Linked DNA regions of Mus musculus: regions 1 and 2 are each linked to region 3. A link is a contact called in public ChIA-PET and Hi-C data. All regions are on one chromosome and are shown on one strand. The core of a region is the stretch at or near the end of the contact, and the rest is flanking DNA. Distances in the headings are between cores, read along the strand shown.

Region 1 (3,056 bases), core at 14-2,513, 220 kb before region 3:
TTCCTGGCACTCTAGGAAGAAACAGTTGTGCACTTCATTCCATTGAAGAGGTGAGCAGTGCGTTTAACTTTCCTGGCTTCTCCAGTGCTTCTCTGTGTGCACCAGGCCCCTTTGCCTGCTGCAGATCTGTAAGCTTCAGGTTGTAAAAGGCCTGGCCTAAAAAAATTAAGATGAAGAGTAATAAAGGATACCTGATGTGTAGACTCTAGTCTACACATGTGCACGTGCGCACACACACACACACTAAAATAATAATAATAATAAAAGAGAATAAAAATAGTCACCATACTTCTTTATAATAACTAAAATTTGCAAACAGCCCTTAAAGTCTCTCTACAGGAGATCAATTAGCTAAGTGCCATTGAATTAAGAGCTGGGGATGTGGCTCTAATTGATAGTGCTTGCCTAGAGTGCACACAAGTGAGGCTTCAACCACTTGCCCTGAATAAACTAGATATGATGGTGCACACCTCTAATCCCAACGTGAAAGTTAAGGGCAGGAGGACATTCTAGGTTATTCTCTAATACTTAAGGAGTTTGAGGCCAGCCTATGCTAGATACTCTGTCTCAAAAATCAATTTAAAAATGTAAGTGGTGGTAAGTATGTGCATACATAAAAAGTTTGGGAGTATATATATATATATATATATATATATATATACTCACACTGGTGTTTGTTTTTGTTTTTTTGTACTAGGGAATTGAATCTAAGGCCTTACACATGGAAGACAAACACTACCAATAAGCTGTATCTTCAGCCATTTTTATTTTTATTTTTATTTTTATTTCACTATATAGCCCTAAGTTACAGGGGCTTGCCTTGAACTCACACTGTAACCCAGGCAGACCTTGAGCTTGGGATCTTTCTGCCTCAGCCTCCTGAGTGTCTGGGAGCTATAGCTTATACTATTAATAGTGATAGTTTTTTCTGTGCATTAACTTTTTTTCATTTGGATTTGGGGACGTTTCGAGTTTCTTAACCAGGAGAAATTAATATTTTCATTTTCTGGGGAAAAAAGATGCATTCCAAATGACAATCGTCTCTTTGTCTCTTAACGTAGATCATGCTGCACTAAAAGCTCAAAGGGCGGCAGAGGGACTAAATTTGAAGGCCTTATTATCAAGCAGTGGCTTCAAAGCTATTGTTGGAAGTTGGGATTTGAAAACAGGGACCTTGAAATCTTCAGCCTTATCCCTACCTGATGGTGATCAGTCACTGCTAAAACTGGCCTTGATCTCTGTTCAACAATAGCAGTGCTTTGAAGAAGGTGCCACCTGCCACTAAGTCAGTCAGGAGAGTCCTGCTTGCTGCAGCTCTTCCCAACTGCAGACCTGGTGCTGCCTGTGTGGTCCTGCTGGGCTTTCCAGCTCGCATCTGAAGTCCCCTGAGGAGGTGCAAACAGCCTGTTTTCACTCCTTGTTAATGTCAGATTCTTTTCTAAGCATTTGCTCATTAACACAACTGAGTAAATCTTGCTGCCTGCTGCTTTAGTAGGAATTATCCCCTAAGCGGGGCTCGGTGTGGTTCTGAGTCAGGGGGCCTGTGGCCTATCAAGGGATGCAAGGCCACTTTGCAGTGTGGAGCAGCAAGCACCATGTGCCTCTCAGCAGAGGAACAATCGCCTGGCAATCGACCCCAGAATCTTCTAGTTTTACTTTAGAATTAAAATAGCTTCCTATTGTCTGGCAGAAAGCCACCCACCATTTCCGACCATTGCAAGGTTTATGGTTGAACAGTGCTTTCTGCAACCTGATGTGTTTGGTAGGTAAGTCTACACAAGTCCCCACTGCACACACACACACACACACACACACACACCACCTTTCCTCTGCACCATCACAAAGCACTTGTTCTGTTAAGCTACCAGCCCTGTGGCTACAAAGGGCTTCCCCTGAGGAAGTCTCATAGCCACAAAGAAGTACCAAACCCTTGACTACCCCCACCCCACCCCGTTCTCACCCCAGCTGTGCTCAGTCCACAGTTTCACAGTTCTAGACACCAGAGAAAACAGCCTCTCACTTTAAGAGCAACTCCTTCCTCAGGTACTAATTGCTCAACGTGAATGGACACATTTGCCGGCTTTCAGTAAGTAAATAGGCTTGGCGCCTTAAACCTCCAGAAATTTAAAAGATTCTGAATTCTTAACAGAGGAACCTTTAATGGCCAAGAAGCACTTAAGAAATATTCAACATCCTTAGCCATCAGGGAAATGCAAATCAAACGACTCTGAGACTCCATCTTACATCAGTCAGAGTGGCTAAGGTCAAAAACTCAAGTGACAGCAGATGCTGACAAGGATGTGGAACAAGGAGGAACACTCCTCCATTGCTGGTGGAAGTGCAAATTTGTACAACCACTCTGGAAATCAATTTGGCAGTTTTTCAGAAACTTTGGAATAGTTCTACTCTAAGACCCAGCTATACCACTCCTGGGCATATACTCTAAAGATGCCCCACTACAGCACAAGGGTATGTGCTCCACTATGATCATAGCAGCGTTATTCATAATAGCCAGAAACTAAAAACAACCTGATCCCCTCAACTGAAGAATGGATAAAGCAAATGTGGTACATTTACACAATGGAATACTATTCAGCTATTAAAAGCAAAGACATCATGAAATTTGCAGGCAAGTGAATGGATCTTGATATTCTCATGTTGACCCAAAGAAACTAAGTAACAAGGAGGCCCTTAGAAGCAGAAACAAAATAGTCATGGGTAGTGAATGGAGAGAAGGAACTGGGTGAGAGAGGGTGTGAGGAGGGGAACAGGGGTGAGGTTCAGATGTGGGGAGGGGGTGAAGGAGAGGGCTTGTAGTGAGAACAGAAATCGATGAGGAGCATCTCTGGAACTGGCTGGAGATCTTGGATGGAGGAAGCTCTGAGGAATCTATTGAGGTGATCCTAGCTGTGATTTCTATCAGTGGTAGATATGGAGACTGAAGTGGCCACTTCTTGTATCCAGGCAGGACTTCCAGTGGAGGGAAGGGGACATCAACCCACCCACAAAACCTTCTTCAACCCAAAATTTGTCCTACTTACAAAATGTGCAGGAAT
Region 2 (3,165 bases), core at 476-2,975, 150 kb before region 3:
CGAGAAGCTGGATAAACAGAGGCGCTATTATTATTGTTACTGTCAATATAGTTTCCTTCCCTAGTTATAACTGATTATTTCCTTTTTTCCATTTCAAAACATTTTTGTTCAAATGCTTCTGATGGCTCTCGTCACAAGCAATATTCCTTCGGAAATAATGCACCTTTTTAATTTCTCAACCTAAAATACACAGCCCGTCATCTCCATAGTAGGATGATGCTGTTAGAGAGATCAGCTGTGTCTAGTTGGAGAATTTTTAGGGGAATAAGGGATTACAGGAGCGAGTGCTTCCTCTATTAGTTCGTGCAAAGTGAAGACAAGAAAGAAAGTCTGTAGGATGTAAGAGGTGATGTTACTCCAGCAAGAGTTGGGCATTTGGAAACACATGGAGTTAAAAGCAGTTTTCACTTAATGTGCTTTGTTGTTTCTGCTACAATAAAAATAAATAATAAAAATTCTGTTTTGCTTCTTTATAATATCCTTCTGTGATGGTTTGTATATGCTCATCTCAGGGAGTGGGCCCTGTTGGTGGTGGTGTGTCAGTGTAGGTGTGGGCTATAAGACCCTCACCCTAGCTGCCTGGAAGCTAGTCTTCCACTAGCAGCCTTCAGATGTAAATGTAGAACTCTCAGCTCTACCTCCCTAGGTGCTACCCTGTTCCCACCTTAATGATGATGAATTGAACCTCTGAACCTGTAAGCCAGCCCAATTAAATGTTGTGCTTTATAAAAACTTGCCTTGGTCATGATGTCTGTTTACATCAGTAAAACCCTAATTAAGACACCTTCTAAGGAAAGACAGAGCCCCTCCTCAGAAACCAGCCTTCCCATAGATACAGTGCCCCCCTCCCATCCAAGATAAATATCTGCTAGGAAACTCCATTCTATGCCCTGGCAAGTCATATTCAACCCAACCTTTACTACAGATTCAGACCGGACATTCAGTAATTTCTCTTCTCAGCCATTTATTGTGACACACAGAACAGACATCCAAGTAAGTACAACTTCCAAAGGAATTTTGAGGGAGGCATCTACCAGGTTATTGGGAATGCACCAGGATCAGCCTTCCTCAGAGGCAGAGCCATCTGGGGAAATCATTTTCCTTACTTCCCCAAATCCCTCCTCACCAGGCTCACTAATGTTAACCATCCTAGACTAGTTTTCTCTTTAGTATCCCCATGAAGAAGAAGGAGGAGGAGGGGGAAGAAGGAAGAGGAGGAGGAAGAGAAGGAGAAGGAGGAAGAGGAAGAGGAGGAGGAAGAGGAAGAGGAAGAGGAAGAGGAGAAGGAGGGGGAGGAGGAGAAAGAGAAGGAGAAGGAGAAGGAGAAGGAGAAGGAGAAGGAGAAGGAGAAGGAGAAGGAGAAGGAGAAGGAGAAGGAGAAGGAGAAGGAGAAGGAGAAGGAGAAACGGAGAAGGAGAAAAGGAGAAGAAGGAAAAGGAAGGCCAGATGAGTAGTGGTGCATACCTTTGATCCCAGCACTTGGGAGGCAAAGGTAGGCAGATCTCTGACTTTGAGGCCAGCTTGGTCTGCAGAGATAGTTCCAGGACAGCCAGGGCTACAGTGAGAAACCTTGTCTCATAAAACCAAAACCAAACAAACAAACATCAGAAAACAGAACAGCAAAGAATCTCCCAAAGCAGCCCTTTAAAGGAACTAGTGTGCCCATGGATGTAGAAATGGAACATCATTTTCTGCAAGTCACCATAAGTGACTTGGCTTTCTCTCAGAATTCCACTGTTATGAGTCATTTCCTAGGGGGGTTTAGGAAGCCACTGAGATCTTTCAAATGCTCACTGTGGCCATTCTATCTAAAATAAGAGCACAAACTTTTTTTTTTCCTGGAAACCCTGGAGAACAGAACCAACTCATCTTCCGTGACAACACTCAACTGTTCCTAAGACAGGCTGATAAGTCCTTCCTAGCTGCTGTCTTCTTCTCCTGCTTGTCCATCAAGGACATCGAGGCTGGAGCTCAGGCTAGCTCCCATCTGCCTGACTTTATCAGGGCAATTGCTGCAGCAACTTAGAATACCAGGAGCTTTGATAGCATCCCTCTGTCACTGTCCCTCTTCCCCTAATTCTAAATTCAGACACAATTTCCCCCTTTCTTTCAGAGGTGCCTGAGGAAACAGGACAAGCTAGGCAGCTATTTTGCTACAAAGCCCATTCAATCGTACTTTGAGCGCCTGGAAAGAAGCATGGCAATAATCCATGGTGTCTGAAATACCCACAAAGATGCATGAGGAAGGCCACAGAAATAAAGTGATAGTTATTCCTTAGAAGGCCACTGGCTTTCACACTTCATCAGGAGTGCAACAATAGCAAGGCATCTTCTGTCTGAAGAGCAGCCTATGTGGAATATTCTGGATTATAATCCTTAGCAGAAACATTTTTGTCACTTTCCCAATATTGTACACAAGTGATGTTGGCATGACTCACAGGAGGTCTGTGTAGAGCATGGTCCTGATGTTGTTGGTGGAATGGGCCCTGTTTCCCAATTGGTTCTTGATTGATCAATAAAGATTCCAAGAGCCAATTGTTGGGTGGAAGGAAAGAGCAAGACTTCTGGGTCCCCACAGGCAAGCTAAGAGTCACAGGAAGAGAAAGGGGGATTTTTACTATACTTTGGAGGGAGAAAGGGTAACCAGCCATGTGAGATCTTGGGTAGAGTGACCATAGACCACTTCCCCAGGTGGGAGATTAGAAACGTAACTAAGCTGAGGGCAGATTTAAGGTGTTGAGCTGGGACTAAAGATAACTGAGTAGCTAAAGCTTAGGGAAGATGTAGAGTGCTGAGCTAAGAGTATTGGGAAGGGCTCACTAGACCTTCGAGATTAGAAGCACACAGTCATTGAGCCAATAACGCAAGTTGAAATTGAGCTATGCTGTGTGTCTGTTTTTCATCCGTGGACCCAATAGTCTCTGACCAGGGCTTAAAGCAGGGTAGTAGGAACTACATGCTATAGGTCTGGTACACAATTTTATTCTCAGCTTAATCTAGCTTCTATTCTCTGTGAGAACCATGGGAGATATGAAAGGTATGTTATTTTCCAGCCCTGTGTCATGGGAAACAAGGTATACACATATATTCTGGGTTCCTCAGAGTTCTTTCAAGTTGTGCCACCTTTAATTCCTGTCATCCTCCTGTCCCTTGCCAATTATGCAG
Region 3 (2,910 bases), core at 372-2,871:
TGAGCAGAGTATCAATCCCTGCTCACTTGGGCCGGCTATTTTAGAAATAGTTTCCACTTCAAGAGTCCAAAAGCAGAACTCAAAGGAATTTGAAACCTTGTTTCAACCATGTACCAGTAAATCTTTTGTTTACTGGTTTTGTTCTGTAGCTTTCAGGTCTAGAAATGCGGGCAGTTTTGAAAGATGACCTCGAGCTCTTCCCTAAATTGACTTGAGCAGAATTCGTACTCCTTTCTTTCTCAATTTCAGCACATTTCTAGTAATAGGAAGAAATAAAACCTAATCCATACCCTACATGATTAAACACTTCATGTTCAAAGAAAAAAAGCTCAATAATGCCTATAGTAATGCTTATAATGTGAATAGTAAAAATGCCAATTACAGACTGACTGCACCCAGATGCTATGAGCAACCTCCTTTAAAAGGAAGCAACTAACACAGAAAAGCCATTCCCCACTTTTGGTAACTCCCTTAGAAAAATCAGGAGGAACTTCTAGTAGAAACAGAGTGGAAAGGCAGTTTTCTGTCTGAACGCTTAGGGAGGGAGAGACAGTTAAAAATATTCACCAAAGACACAAGTAACCTAGCAACTAACTTCGGACAAATACAGTCTATCTACACTCCTCTGTATTAATTTAAAAGAAAATGTAGGCCAATAAGGAAACATCGCTTCGAATGCCTCAAATTCAAAGCAATAGTCCAGTACTCTAAACAGCTGTATAAATTCTTGAGTCCGATACTGTCTCATTCTTAAACCCTACAGTACATGGCACTTGGCTGTGTCTCAACTAATTCTGGTCAAACTGGACACTGGTAAATCTTCCCCAGTTGTTGTTGGCGGCGTATTGAGTCAAGGGCTGGTTAAGTTTAAAAAAAAAAAAAAAAAAAAATCTGTCTAGCTCATCTGCTAAGGGAGGGCAGTACTGAATCAACTTTTGTAATCCCCAACGTGCTTGGGCCGTGATTTGTAAGTGATCAAGTCCCTGGCTAGCCTGCACTGCTTCCGCTTGTGCAGTCATCTTCTTCCCCTCGCACTAAAACAATACCTTGGCCACCAGCCAAACTTTGAGCAGCAAGCGACTCTGCTGTTTATGGCCTGGAATGGGTGCTGAAATACCCAACCAAGGACGCTCTAGGCCCTCTGGGAGGCCTAAAGGAAGAGAGGTGGCCCTGGCTTTAAAACACTCCTATCCTCCGCCCCCTCCCTTTTGTCTCAGACACCAAAACAAACGAGCTGATACACGTGTCCCTATGACTCTTGTTTACTATCAAGACTGCGTTGTGCGCGTACCTCTGGGATATGTAGTTCAGTCAGCTCCTCCCCCCCGGTAATTTCCTCAGCTAAGGAGCAAGGCTGAGACTACTAACCCACAATCCACTTCGATAGCAAAGTTTGGCTCCCGTCCCCCGTGTCTCGGCAGCAATCCAATCCAAAGCGCTTTCTGTAGTGATTGACAAGCCACCTTCTCCAGTAAACACAAGAGAAAAGTCAATACATGCCCGCCCACCGAGACGGACTACGGCACTTTCCAATGGAAAGGCGGAACCTTAGAGTGGCAGTTCTTCAGACCAATTAAAGACGAGAAAGGTGGACGAAGGCTCAGCCCCCCGGGGGCTTCAGGGGAGGGGGAAGACGAAGCTTGAAAGACTTGGTAATGGCGACGGGTTTGGTAAGTAGGAAAGTTTCGGCTGAGGAGTAAACGCGGCGGTGGGAGTCGCGGCGCGCCACAGAGAGGTGGGCAGCCGTCGGGAAACGCGCAGGCAAGCAGCTGGCGACGCTGTCGCGACAGACGGCCTGCGTCCTGACTCTGTGTGGTCGCGGGGTTTCTGAGGGGTGGGGGGTGGGCAAGGGAGGGGCTGGAGCTTCGGGGCCGGGCAGCGGCCGCGAGAGCGGAGACCCTTGGGACTCTGGGCACTGGATCCCCTGCGCGGAACCCGCCGTCCGGGCCTCCCGGGAGCTCTCCGAGCCTGGACGGCCGCGGCTCCCAGGACTCGGGGTGGTGGGGGTGGCGGAGCTCGGGGCTCGGTGGCGCTCGCGGTGGGGGCCGGCGGGGAAGGGGCCGGGGCAGGGGAGGGGCCTGGCGCTCCGGAGGGCTCCGGAAAGTTTGCCTCGCCACTCCCCGCTGCGGGGGCCGAGGGCGGACGCCGGCCGCGAGCTCCAGCGGGCCGGGGGCTCCGGGGAGGCGAAGCTGCCTCCGGGGCCCGGGCCGGGCGGGGGAGCTCGCGGAGCCGTCGGGCCCGGGGCTCATTGTTACGCAGTTCGAATGAATGGGCTCCGAGGCGCCTGCGCGGTGCGCGGTGGGGCTGCGCTAAGGGGGAAAAACAAGCCTGGCGTCCAGGCTGCGGTCACATGATGGGGGGGAGGGGAGGAAGCGATGAATGGCGAAAGAGGTGGGGGTGGACTTGGCCGGCTCCGGGAGGCGCTGCTCGGCCTGACCCGGCGACTAGGCCCGCGGGCGAGGCCCGGCTCCTCCCTCTGCAGGCCGATTTAAACAAAACAAAAAGGAGTTGGGGCGCAGCCGGCTTCCCGAGCCTCGCTTTCGCGTGCTCCCGGCGCTGAGCGCTCCGGAGTTCACTCCCTGGGACTTCTCAGCCGGCGAAGGCACTGACAGCTGGGCGGGACACGGTTCCTGGCACTTTGTACCTGCTGGGGGGGACTCAGTTGGGCTTAAGGGAGCTTTATTCTCTAGGGAGAGGGGCGGGGGTTTAGGATGGGTTACAGTCGAAGAATGATTTTAGCAATTATAAATACTTAAGTAGTTACAGCGGTGATTTGGAGCCGTAATTTTGTGTTTTGGTTCCGGTGTTTCACCTCTCCCTTTAACCCCAGCTTTGTCGAACCAAGAGTATTGGGGGAAGTGGAGTTACATTGAAAAAAGAAAACTTAAGACAAGTTTTCGAGATACCTTA

Evidence for each region. Hi-C and Micro-C count contacts between places; a contact is called where the count stands out from the background. ChIA-PET counts read pairs in DNA pulled down with a chosen protein or histone mark.
Region 1: a contact with region 3 is called in an RNA polymerase II ChIA-PET map of effector CD8 T cells, with 83 read pairs. The contact joins the enhancer-like site here to the promoter of Hbp1 in region 3. A contact is called at or near these places in 10 of 39 promoter capture datasets (the 3T3-L1 cell line, the C10 cell line, the HPC-7 cell line and 6 more), 5 of 15 datasets of contacts at CTCF or cohesin (CD8 T cells, the NIH/3T3 cell line, large pre-B cells and 2 more), 5 of 484 Hi-C or Micro-C datasets (the C10 cell line, Sertoli cells, bone marrow-derived macrophages and 1 more), 16 of 115 datasets of contacts at active chromatin or transcription factors (the HPC-7 cell line, T-cell acute lymphoblastic leukemia, bone marrow-derived macrophages and 9 more) and 6 of 9 other capture datasets (adipose tissue, bone marrow-derived macrophages, embryonic stem cells and 3 more).
Region 2: a Hi-C map of bone marrow-derived macrophages shows a contact between it and region 3, with 31 read pairs. The contact joins the enhancer-like site here to the promoter of Hbp1 in region 3. A contact is called at or near these places in 2 of 39 promoter capture datasets (hematopoietic stem and progenitor cells and pre-B cells), 3 of 15 datasets of contacts at CTCF or cohesin (CD8 T cells, the G1E-ER4 cell line and the NIH/3T3 cell line), 5 of 484 Hi-C or Micro-C datasets (the G1E-ER4 cell line, the HL-1 cell line, bone marrow-derived macrophages and 2 more), 5 of 115 datasets of contacts at active chromatin or transcription factors (CD8 T cells, bone marrow-derived macrophages, a colorectal cancer cell line and 2 more) and 3 of 9 other capture datasets (adipose tissue, embryonic stem cells and macrophages).

Annotation. Positions count from the first base shown.
Region 1 is chr12:32,167,763-32,170,818 of GRCm38.p6, reverse strand. No RefSeq gene overlaps it. Among named protein-coding and RNA genes, the nearest start is that of Gm40374, 26 kb to the right of the region's middle. Within about 2 kb of position 1,263, at least 68 of the 459 cell types and tissues checked have an H3K27ac peak or open chromatin away from gene starts, as enhancers often do. A contact at or near this core is called in CD8 T cells, the HPC-7 cell line, T-cell acute lymphoblastic leukemia and 5 more, where this site is marked.
Region 2 is chr12:32,093,906-32,097,070 of GRCm38.p6, reverse strand. It overlaps 5430401H09Rik (a long non-coding RNA gene), which reads left to right. Exons shown (of 7, transcript XR_872651.3): 7 at 1-478. Among named protein-coding and RNA genes, the nearest start is that of Gm33111, 14 kb to the right of the region's middle. Within about 2 kb of position 1,725, at least 44 of the 459 cell types and tissues checked have an H3K27ac peak or open chromatin away from gene starts, as enhancers often do. A contact at or near this core is called in the G1E-ER4 cell line, the HL-1 cell line, the NIH/3T3 cell line and 4 more, where this site is marked.
Region 3 is chr12:31,948,956-31,951,865 of GRCm38.p6, reverse strand. Hbp1 (high mobility group box transcription factor 1) reads left to right here and starts at 1,621. Exons shown (of 11, transcript NM_153198.3): 1 at 1,621-1,670. The coding sequence starts at 1,656.